Regions from separate parts of the Sus scrofa genome. Here region 2 is linked to region 1. A link is a contact called in public Hi-C data. All regions are on one chromosome and are shown on one strand. Each heading gives the region's core, a stretch centred on a gene start, on an enhancer-like site or on the middle of the called end of the contact. The rest is flanking DNA. Distances are from core to core; before and after follow the strand shown. Region 1 overlaps ARHGAP24 (rho GTPase-activating protein 24). Region 2 overlaps ARHGAP24 (rho GTPase-activating protein 24).

Evidence for each region. Hi-C and Micro-C count contacts between places; a contact is called where the count stands out from the background.
Region 2: a Hi-C map of retroperitoneal adipose tissue shows a contact between it and region 1, with 2.4 times the contacts expected there. The contact joins two enhancer-like sites. A contact is called at or near these places in 22 of 47 Hi-C or Micro-C datasets (adipocytes, alveolar macrophages, blood and 16 more) and 2 of 2 datasets of contacts at active chromatin or transcription factors (alveolar macrophages and skeletal muscle).

Annotation. Positions count from the first base shown.
Region 1 is chr8:132,977,611-132,983,335 of Sscrofa11.1, forward strand. All of the region lies in intron 3 of ARHGAP24 (rho GTPase-activating protein 24), which reads right to left. Among named protein-coding and RNA genes, the nearest start is that of ARHGAP24, 530 kb to the right of the region's middle. Within about 2 kb of position 4,186, at least 11 of the 83 cell types and tissues checked have an H3K27ac peak or open chromatin away from gene starts, as enhancers often do. A contact at or near this core is called in retroperitoneal adipose tissue, where this site is marked.
Region 2 is chr8:133,352,392-133,358,582 of Sscrofa11.1, forward strand. All of the region lies in intron 1 of ARHGAP24 (rho GTPase-activating protein 24), which reads right to left. Among named protein-coding and RNA genes, the nearest start is that of ARHGAP24, 150 kb to the right of the region's middle. Within about 2 kb of position 1,415, at least 3 of the 83 cell types and tissues checked have an H3K27ac peak or open chromatin away from gene starts, as enhancers often do. A contact at or near this core is called in retroperitoneal adipose tissue, where this site is marked.

The DNA of each region.
Region 1 (5,725 bases), core at 2,936-5,435:
TAGTTCTTATTTGCTAATTATTAATTATACATTCTGAATCTATAGATCACACTTATGTGCACTGAACTTAATCTGCAAATCAAACTTCATAATTCCACTCAAGCACATTCTAATATTCCACTTACTAAACAATCCAATTTATACACCATAAACAGAATTAATCTTAAATTGGCCCCACCAAATTAAGTTCAAAAGCACAGTTTTAAGCAATTGCTACCTAAAATTCTCTTTTTTCTAGATGTATAATGTATTCAACCTAAGAGTTGACTTTTTTTTTTTTTTTTTTAATGGACGCATATGCAACATATGGAGGTTCCCAGGCTAGGGGGCCCAATCAAAGCTACAACTGCTGGCCTACACCACAGCCACAGCAATGTCAGATCCGAGCCATGTCTGTGACCTATACCACAGTTCACAGCAAGGCTGGATCCTTAACCCACTGAGAGAGGCCAGGGATTAAACCCACATCCTTAAGATACTAGTCAGTTTCATTACTGCTGAGCCACAACGGGAACTCCCAGAGTTGACTTTCATTTAAACATTAGCTCAAGAATTAATGCATGATGTTTGATTCCTATGTTAAATCATTCATTAAAAGGCTAAACAAATAGTCCATTTTTGTTGTATGGAAACAGATGTGGTTTAAACCTTTTGAAGATAACAACCCTTGGACCAAAAGGCAAACATTTCTTGGTTTTCCTACAATAACATATGCCTTTCACTGGGCAACAATTAAGTGTACTTAGTTTCAATGCAAACCCATGTAGAAGTACGTGGGTTTTCTGAATTGAAAAGTGCTAGTGAGGTGCAGTATAATGAGAGATCCTTGAAAATAAAAGCAGAAAAGAGGGTTCACTCCTGCCACACCAAGCTGCTAATATAAAATGCCTCCGTCCTTGTCAACATCCACAAAATGCTCCTCCACTAAGTCGCTGTCTGCGTCTAGAAACAGAAAGAAGTAAGAAAATGCCCTTGGTTTCTCCTATCTGTCACAGCTGGTGGTTAAAAAAAAAAACAATTACTTTAGAGGTTGGAGGAAAGGAGAGGCGTCTACCTCTTGTTTCTGTAAACAGCTCGACACTAACAAAATCTCAGATCTTGCTTTTCAATCAATACCAAGCTCTGCCGTTAAAAGAACTGGGTTCCATCTGGTTAATGATATCAATACAGGTCATCTCTACGCAGAATGAAAAGGTCACTCATCAAATGGCAGGGGCTCCCTCACATTATCCTTCTCTTGGGAATGCATTTCATTGATTGTTTATATGTCCCTGCATAGACGCGCCTCCCTTTTAATGCAATGATTACTGCTGGGGAGTACCATCGTCAAATGTTGCCTCGTACAAGCCCTCACGTGGTAGTCAAGACAAAAGTGGATTTCTTCAGTATATCTGTCTATGCTCATACTCTAAAATACAGTCCAGACAGACCTGGACCAATCCCAGCTCATCCCCTCATGGGCTACATGACATTAAGCAGTTTACTCTTAACTTTTGGTTCTCCACACTTTCCTAATTTGTAAAACAGAGATAATTATCTTTTTTTTTTTTTTTTTTCCTTTCCACTAAAGGAAAGCTGGAGAAAAGAAAATTTGGCTTAGAGCTTCTTGGCAGGAGAAAAAAAAAACAAAAACAACTCAATTTTTCAAGAAATCCTCAGTGTTGTCAACTTCTTGGCATTCAGGCATTCAGCATGACACGCAATGCTGAATTCTACACTTAAAAACCCCCCAAACCCCTGCAAATCTATTGCCTCACACACCTTACAATTTATTAGGAGGGAGAGAAAATGAACATTTGAAAAATGTTGCTCTGATAGGGAAAATACGGAATATGCCGTCTCCTGAGGTTTCCATGCAATGTTAATGTAAATATCAATCCTGTTTATTTCTGATTCGGAATTTTGTGAAAAGGCTTTTCATGCAAAAGACCCTCAAGTTTGGGACGAAAGCGTAAGTTTGTGGTCGCTTAGATGGTACTTTATTCAGTGCATCATAGACTTCTGAAAACTTAAAGGCTATCACCCCATCCGTCGTGATAATTCACGAGGGCAAAAGAGAAGTTTTTAACACACTCTCTTCCTTTAGAATAAAGAAATCAGTGAACAGACAAATAAGCCAAGAATAAATGACTAAGTAATCCTGAACTCCTCCCTCTGACACTTGGAGGCTCCCGGGTCCTTGCCTTCCTGGCTGGCTGGTAGGTGGTTAGAAACCGACTCTCATCTGGGCCCCTTCCTGGGCTCCACCGTCCTCCACCTCTTGCCATTGGTATGTGTGCCCTGCTGAAGGGGCATCCGTTATTCCAGTGGCACTGAGATGAATCTAATGGCTTTTCTGTAAATTGTCAAACTAATAGGTTTTATCACCTGGAAAATACAAGAAACAGCTGTTTATGCAAGTGCCCTAGGCACCTTAGTTCATCGTTCTTGCAAATAATATTGCGTGGGCTACAACTCTGGTTTGCTGCACTCAGGGGTTTTCTTACTATGAGAAAATAATGGTATGGCCACCACAGCAGAATGTCAGTGATTTATCATGAGCCAGTGCTATAGTGCGTGTTTTTTCCGAACAAAATACCGACACCCAATCATTCCACTTGGAATACCGACTTCCGGCAACTATAAACTACCAGAATGTGGCAGTGGATATGTATATACACACACTCAAAATACTAATATAATGTTTGCAAAAGGCAAAAGTGATACTTTAAAAATATTTTATTTTACATATAAATAGGAAAATCAGCTGTTTAAAAGACAAGCTACTATGTCAGGAAGTTTTAAACATGTACTGAAAACAAAAAAAAAAAGCCATAGATACTCCAAGTTTTGATGCCATGTCATCTTGGTTTTCCTTTCTTTAAAAAAAAAAAGAAGAAGCATTTCTGACTCACTGATCTCCACTGTGGCCCGCATTAGGCCAATTCGGAATAGAGCGAATCTCTTTATTTTAGGCACACGGGAATTCTTTGCACAAGTGTAACAGGAAATTGCTTCCCTCTCTTTTGGTGGGCCTGCTGCTGGAGGAGCTTCTGGCTGTAAAAGAAGGCTGCAGACCCTAAGTGCTAAAACATGGGCCAGACACACCTGGACCAATCCCAGCTCATTCCCTCATGGGCTACATGACATTAGGTAGTTTACTCTTAACTTTTGAGTTCTCCTCACTTTCTTAATTTGTAAAACAGAGATAATTATCTTTTTTTTTTTCTTCTGTCTTTTTAGGGATGCACCCATGGCATCTGGAGGTTCCCAGGCTAGGGGTCTAAACGGAGACCTACGCCAGAGCCACAGCAACGCCAGATCCGAGCTGCATCTGCGACCTACACCCCAGCTTGCAGCAACGCCAGATCCTTAACCCACTGAGCGAGGCCAAGGATCAAACCTGCAACCTCATGGTTCCTAGTCAGATTCGTTTCCATTGTACCACGATGGGAACTCCAGAGATAATAATCTATCTCACGGATGTGTTTGAAGGAATAAGGTAGAGAAAATAAGCAAAGTAGCATTGTCACCTTTAAAGAAACGACTTTCATTAATAATACTATGTGTTAATTTATGTTAATTAGGCTGGTACAGAGAAGGTCGGAAAAGGAGGAGGCTGGCAGCAGGTCGTGTTTTGTCTCTTGCATCCATCTTTCAACAACGGCCTTCCCTCCTCATTCTCAGAAAATGTCCCCTGTGATTTTCCAGACATGAGCCAAGTGTTCAGAGTCAAATATTATGCTCACGTGTAATTGCATGCTATAGTTTTTATATAAAAATGGAATCAAATTTCTTAATGATACCAACAATCCCACAGTTCTGTAATGCAGCTTCGCTCCTTTGAGCACATCACTTTTTTTTTCTTGAATGCTGTTCTCTCTTCACCCATAACCATATGCATTTCAACTGGAAAGCTGAGTTTAAGCAGAATCCTGAAAGATGCATCCACTGATGGGAGTATTTATACTCACTAGCAACGAAAATTTCACCATGGCCACTGGCCAACTGGCGCCGTTCTCACAAAGACAATATAAAGGCTGTGAGACATAAACAGGAACTTTGGAGCAGAAGCAAAATAGCAGTGTTGATCATAATACAGCCGTTACTATGGATTCAGTCTTTCCTCTCTGCAGACACCTTCAGTCCACTGGTTGGTTCACTGAGAGCTCTGCTCTCCCCAAGAAAGGAGGAGTCAGCATCCAGAAGGTTAAATCCCCTGTGATGCCGAGGTGAAGAGAGGTCCTCTCTGCCGCCGGCTCGTTGGGGCGTTCTCTGCTCCTGACACCCTCAACGTCACTGCGTCACATGTACCACAGGCCTGGTGACTTCGCGCTTTTCCCATACTGCATTCATTTTTCGTTTGACCCAGGCATCAGGGCTTTCTTTTCTCTTCCTTGAAAAATAATCCTCTTCCGTCTACTCAGGTTTCCAGATATAACTTCCATTGGTTTCCCTTTAATTCCTTGCTCTCAGTTCTACAGCCCACCTTTTTTTGATTCCAACTTCCAGTTTAGAGGAACCAACAGAATTCACTTATAGAAACAAGAGGCCAATACAGATCCAAGCGTGCCCAGGGGCGCTCTCTTAGGGTGGGATGTGGGAGACCGCTGAGAAGTTCTGGGAGCAAAGAGGTGGGAAAAGGGGCGCGTTCTCAGCTACTCGGACGTGTGAGCACACAGTGAGACCATCCCCAGGCTTGGAGGAAAGGCCCTCGAACTATCTTGGCTGCACTGATAAGATCTGGATGCACATTTCTTTTTTTTTTTTTTTTTTTTTTTTGTCTTTTTGCTATTTCTTTGGGCCGCTTCCATGGCATACGGAGGTTCCCAGGCTAGGGGTCGAATCGGAGCTGTAGCTGCCAGCCTAAGCCAGAGCCACAGCAACGCGGAATCTGAGCCGCGTCTGCAACCTACACCACAGCTCACGGCAACGCCGGATCGTTAACCCACTGAGCAAGGGCAGGGATCGAACCCGCAACCTCATGGTTCCTAGTCGGATTCGTTAACCACTGCGCCACGACGGGAACTCCTGGATGCACATTTCTTTAACTGTGATAAAGTGTGGAATAACAAGAGGGAATCAGATCGGGAAGAACTCCCGCTATCTCCAAGCTGTTGTGATCTGAACCACTCTTGGGAGAGGTCATTGCACCTTCTCTGCCACCAGGAAAGCAGGGGACCATATCCGTCCAGAAGTAATCAGACGAATGTTCTCCTCATTACCATGTCTTCATTTTTCCTGTTGACAGTGCAAGGCCTACAGAGATCTCATTACTGTTGTTTTCCATGCTTTTGCTTTAAATCATTGATAAGCTCTTAGTAACACTGATCCCTGACTGCAAACAGATAGAGGCAGGGGGCTGAGGAGCATATTTTAGAAAGCAATCGGAACACAGCAAATATGCATCTGTCAAAACTGGAGAGCCCAAAATGTACACAGGATGCAATCGGACTGTTTTTAATTTGTGAACTACTTGGGGCAAGTCAGATCTCTTCTGAGGACAATTTGTAAGAATCACTAAAGTGATGGATCTTGAACGCTTCCAAGTTCTGTGCTTCTTGGCTCCAGGGCCTTCTGTTCTTCCTGCCTCCCACTATGATAGCAATTAGAGTCCACACAACATCATATGGCAATGATTTAATTGGCGTCAAATCTTGCTCCAAAGGTAAGTGTCACAGGCATTTTGGTCCAACTCCCCGCTTTTCCTGTTTGAAAGCAGATTACTCAAATAGCAGAAAGAAAA
Region 2 (6,191 bases), core at 165-2,664, 370 kb after region 1:
GGGGAAGGATGCCCTCATGCCCGGTCAGAAAGTCACTTCTATAGAGTGGAAGTTTTGTATCTATAAGTAGACTCTTTTCCTTTTTTCAAATCAGGTCCTTCCCAACATACACATAAAAGTTGACATTTAATGTAATGTCCTTCAACAGACTGCACGGGGATTTAAGTAGTGACAAAATGCAATTGAAACAGCAAGGAAATTAATAATAATGAAAATGTTTATCCTTCATTTATTGTATCTTAGAAAGGTAATAATAGCCACAAATCTGCCCTTCTTGTGATGGTGGCACTACTGTCAACAACCAATTCCACAGGCTCAGTATTTGCAGTCAGCAGTCAAAGGACTTACCCCTACCACTCACTATCATTCTGGACAGTTATTTAACCTCTTCTATGCCTCAGTTTACACATCTGTAAAATGGGGTTAATAAGAGTACTAGTTGCTATCCCAGAGTTTTTAAATGGTTTACATAAAGTGAAATACATAGCACATTTTGTGTCTGGCAAATACAGTAGTACAGAGAAAACACAGTCTAATTATTTGCTCTTATTGTAACATTCATCGAGATTCATGAACTGTGCTTCCTAAATCTCAAACTACCTAAAATCTTCATCTGGTATTAGTTATTATATGGACAAACAATATAAAGTCAGATAATTACTTACTTAGTTCTGAGGGGTATTTCCTGCCTGAGACGCCACGATGTCTAAGACCATACCATTATTAAACTCAACCAACCAAGGAGGCTTAACTGAACACTATTGCGGTGAATGATTCATCAAGCGAGTTGCTTTACTTGGGAAGACCCTGACACTGGGCACTAAGAGGTTGTTGACTGGATCTATAGGGTAGCCTATATATAACACACACAAAACAAAACAAGTAAAGAGCTTTCCCTTGAGGTTTTGAAGTTCGGAATCACAGGAAATAGAAAACCATAGTTTCTCCGGCTCTTAGTTGTGTCCAGTGGGAATATGTGAGTCTGTCGCACTGGAATCAGAATAAGCAGTCACCACACACGGGCTGATGTGTGACAGCGTGAGTGAGTCAAAAGCAACACCAAGCAGACAGATTTCCCAGGAAATGCTACACCTTCATCACATGCTCACTGGTAAACCAACGATGGTGGGGACAACGTCTAAATCCACCAATTAATTACTGTGAGGAGAGGGGTGTCAGCATCGTGGCAGTTTGAGTCGATTCTTTTTTCTCTCCTCTTTGACTTTCAACTAATCAGACATCCACAACTGAGGTGGGGGGAGGAGAGGAAGAAGCCCCACTGCGCAGCACACCCTGAAACCCAAGAGAGCCATTCATCTTCTGAAACGGGTGGATTGGACCACGGAGGAGGTGGAGCCTGCACAAAGGAGGCTGTGATAGCAGAAAAGGCATCAGCAGTTGGACAGCAAGCCAGATGACCTTTCTGGAAGAGGAAGCGGAAGATGAAGGTGGTGAGTGAGTGTCTGCCTGGCCACTGTGCGGCAGCTGGAGGGACCACCTGCTCCTCCCAAAGAGAGACTAGAGTGGCTGCGGAATGGGAAAGGAAAGGGCAGTAGGCAGAAAAGACAGCTGGGAGAAGGCGTCTTCCCCTCTCTGTCCCAGGGAGGCAACAGGGCTGCCCACAGCCCTCTGGGACCCTTGCACTTGAGGATTCCCCTGCCAGGCCTTGGGTAGGTACATCCAAAGGCTTAAGTGCCAGGTATGCCCCTCCCCACACACACTCCCTCCACTCTGCTGCCACCTTGTTTAGTTTGTTGTTGTTGTTGTTGTTAGGTTCAGGTTCCCAACCATAGTCAGCGCCTCTAGAAAAACCAAAAACTTGGGCTAGAGCGCCACCTTCTGGAAAGCAAAAGGCCTCTAACTACCAACCTGTTGAATTCCTAGAATCAAAGTAAGCAAAGCCTTGCGGAAATAAGGTGTTTACCACTTCAGATACAGTGGCAGAGCTATTTTTAACCGAAGACCTTGAAAAGTCACAATAATAAGTTATCACAAAAAGAAAAATGACAATTTTCCAGCAATAAAATCCAAAGACATGGAATAGTGTGATCTAACTGATAATTTAAAATAGCTGTTCCGAATAATTTCAATGAACTACAAGAAAACCCAGCAAGGCAATAAAAGAATCATAAGAATAAAATGAATGAGCATAAGGGATGCTTTACCGAAGAGACTGAAATTCTAGAAAAGAACCAAAGAGAAATTCTTCAGCTGAAGAACTCAAAATATGAGATGAAGAATGCATTAGAATGCTTTGGAAATAGAGCAGATCATATGGAAGAGAGAATTAGTGAGCTCAAGGATAAAAATATAGAAATAATACAAGTGGAAGAGAACTAAGATTTTTTTAAAGTGAAGAGACCCTGTCAGAATGATCTGATCCCACCAGGAAAAGCAATATAAGAATAATAGGTATCCCAAAAAGAGAAGAAGGAAAGGGAACTGAGAATTTATTTCAAGACCTAATAGCTGAGAATTTCTGAAACCTGAGGAAGGAACTGGATACACAAGTCCATGAATATAATAGAACACTTTATTATCTCAATGCAAAGAGACCTTCTCCAAGACATATCGTATTTAAACCATCAAAGATCAGTAATAAAGAAAGAATTTTAAAGGCAACCAGGGAAAAAAAGGCAGTAACCTACAAAGATATTCCCATTAGGCTATCAGAGATTTCTCAATAAAAACTCCACAGGCCAGGAGAAAATGGAATGACATACTCAAAATATTGAAAGGTTGAAACGTACCCACTAAGAATACACTACCCAGCAAAGTTACCCTTCAGATATGAAAGGGACATAAAGGCTTTCCCCAGGCAAACAAAAGCTGAGTGAGTCCACCAATACCAGACCTGCCTGATAAGACATGTTAAAAGGAGTTTTTCAAGCTAAAACAAAGAGATGAAATACACAAAACTCTATGTGGTAAATAGTCAGAATTATAATACTATAACTCCTTTTAGAATCTTATATTAAACTTCACTACAGTATAAAGGTATAAAAAAGAGCATTAAAACAACTATAGCTACTACAACCTGCTAATGAAATCACAGTATAAAAAGAGATAATTTGTGACATCAAAACTATAAAAGGGAGTTCCCGTCGTGGCGCAGTGGTTAACGAATCCGACTAGGAACCATGAGGTTGCGGGTTCGGTCCCTGCCCTTGCTCAGTGGGTTAACGATCCGGTTAATGAGCTGTGGTGTAGGTTGCAGACGCGGCTCGGATCCCGCGTTGCTGTGGCTCTGGCGTAGGCCGGTGGCTCCAGCTCCGATTCAACCCCTAGCCTGGGAACCTCCATATGCCGCGGGAGCGGCCCAAGAAACAGCAACAACAACAACAATAATGCCACGGGAGCGGCCCAAGGAATAGCAACAACAACAACAATAACAACAACAACAAAAGACAAAAAAAAAAAAAAAAAAAACTATAAAAGGCGAAGAGTAAAAGGATGAAACTTTTAAAGATGAATAAAGATTTATTCTACCAGCAGGAAAAGTACTATTTTATCTGTGAGATGTTTTATGTAAACCTCACGGTAATTACAAAGCAAAAATCTAGAGCAGAGACACAAAACCCAAAAAGGGGGAGACTAAGAAAAATCATCATGATCAATGGAAAAATGGGCAAAAGACCTGAATAGACATTTCTCCAAAGAATATATACAGATGGCAAACAAACACATGAAAAAATGCTCAACATCGCTGATTATAAGAGAAATGCAAATCAAAACTACCATGAGATACCACCTCACACCAGTCAGAATGGCCATCATTAATAAATCCACAAATAACAAGTGCTGGAGGGGCTGTGGAGAAAAGGGAACCCTCCTGCACTGCTGGTGGGAATGTCAACTGGTACAGCCACTATGGAGAACAGTTTGGAGATTCCTTAGAAATCTATACATAGAACTTCCATATGACCCTGCAATCCCACTCTTGGGCATCTATCCGGACAAAGCTCTACTTAAAAGAGACACATGCACCCGCATGTTCATTGCAGCCCTATTCACAATAGCCAGGACATGGAAACAATCCAAATGTCCATCGACAGATGATTGGATTCGGAAGATGTGGTATATATACACAATGGAATACTACTCAGCCATAAAAAAGGATGATATCATGCCATTTGCAGCAACATGGATGGAACTAGAGAATCTTATACTGAGTGAAATGAGCCAGAAAGACAAAGACAAATACCATATGATATCACTTATAACTGGAATCTAATATCCAGCACAAATGAACATCTCCTCAGAAAAGAAAATCATGGACTTGGAGAAGAGACTTGTGGTTGCCTGTTGGGAGGGGAAGGGAGTGGGAGGGATCGGGAGCTTGGGCTTATCAGACACAACTTAGAATAGATTTACAAGGAGATCCTGCTGAATAGCATTGAGAACTATGTCTAGATACTCATGTTGCAACAGAAGAAAGGCTGGGGGAAAAACTGTAATTGTAATGTATACATGTAAGGATAACCTGACCCCCTTGCTGTACAGTGGGAAAAAAAAAAAGAGTATGGTAAGCCATATCAAACCTCAAGCTGTTTAAATAAAAGGTTTGTTTTTATCATCAGTTTTTCATATCAAATACTAGTGTTAAAGATTAAAGACTAATAAAACCACCAGCACAGCACATATGGGGATTTAGAAATATGGTAATTTATAAAAGAACTACTAGAGGCAATAAAAACAAAGTAAAATTGTTTAAAAAAAAAAAGAAAGAAAAATCATCATGGAAAGCCACCAAATTACAAAAGTAGACATAAATAAAACGAAAAAGAAAACAATGAACGGACAAAATAACCAGGGTGCAAGAAATAAAATAGCAGTAAGAAATCCTTACATATCAATAATAACCCTACCTGTAAATGTTTTGAACTCACCAATCAAAAGGCACAGTGACTGGAGAGATTTAAAAAAGAAAAAAAAAAACAAAAACAAAAACCTAACTATATGCTGCCTACAAGAAACTCATTTCAGCTGTAAAGAAACACACAGGTGCAAAGTGAAAGGACGGAAGATGATATTCCAAGCAAAGAGAAATAAAAAGAATGAAAAGAAGGTGGGCATAACCAAACCTCTATCAGACAAAGTAGACTTCAATGCAAAAAGGCTAAAAGGAGACAAAGAAAGTCATTGTATAGTGATAAAGGAGTCAATATGTCAAGAAAGCAAAGCAATCATAAATATATATATGTTCCCAACATCCAGGCACTAAAATATATCAAACAATTAGTAACAGATTTTAAGGGAGAAAAGGAAAAAATACAATAATTGTAAGGATTTTCAAAATCCAATTATCATCACTGGATCGATCATCCAGACAGAAAATCAACAAGGAAGCATTGGAATTTAACCACATTTTAGAACAAATGAATTTAATAGACATATGCAGAACATTCCATCCAACAGAAACAGAATACACATTCTCCTCAAGTGATCTTGGAATATTCTCCAGGTTGATCATATGAAAGGTCATGAAAAAAATATAGAAAATTTAAGACTGAAGCCATACTATCTTCTATGACCACAGTGGTATGGAACTAGAAATCAACAACAGGAAAGTGAGACTATTTACGAACATATGGAAACACACTTCTAAACAACCACTGGGTCAAAGAAGAAATCATAAGGGAAATAAAAAATCGTCACAATATGAATGAAAATGAAAACACAACATATCAAATATTGTGGGATGCAGCAAAAACAGTTCCAAGAGGAAAGTTTATAGCAATAAATGCAAATATTAAGAAATTAGAGGAGTTCCCGTCGTGGCGCAGTGGTTAACGAATCCGACTAGGAACCATGAAGTCGCGGGTTCGGTCCCTGCCCTTGCTCAGTGGGTTAACGATCCGGCGTTGCCGTGAGCTGTGGTGTAGGTTGCAGACGCGGCTCGGATCCCGCGTTGCTGTGGCTCTGGCGTAGGCCGGTGGCTACAGCTCCGATTCGACCCCTAGCCTGGGAACCTCCATATGCCGCGGGAGCAGCCCAAGAAATAGCAACAACAACAACAACAACAAAAAAAAAGACAAAAGACAAAAAAAAAAAAATTAGAGAACTCTCAAATAAACAACCTAACTTTATATCTTAAAAAAACTAGAAAATGAAGAACTAATTAAGCCCCAAATTGACAAAAGGAAGGAAATAATAAGGATAGAAGCAGAAATAAATGGGAGAGACTGGAA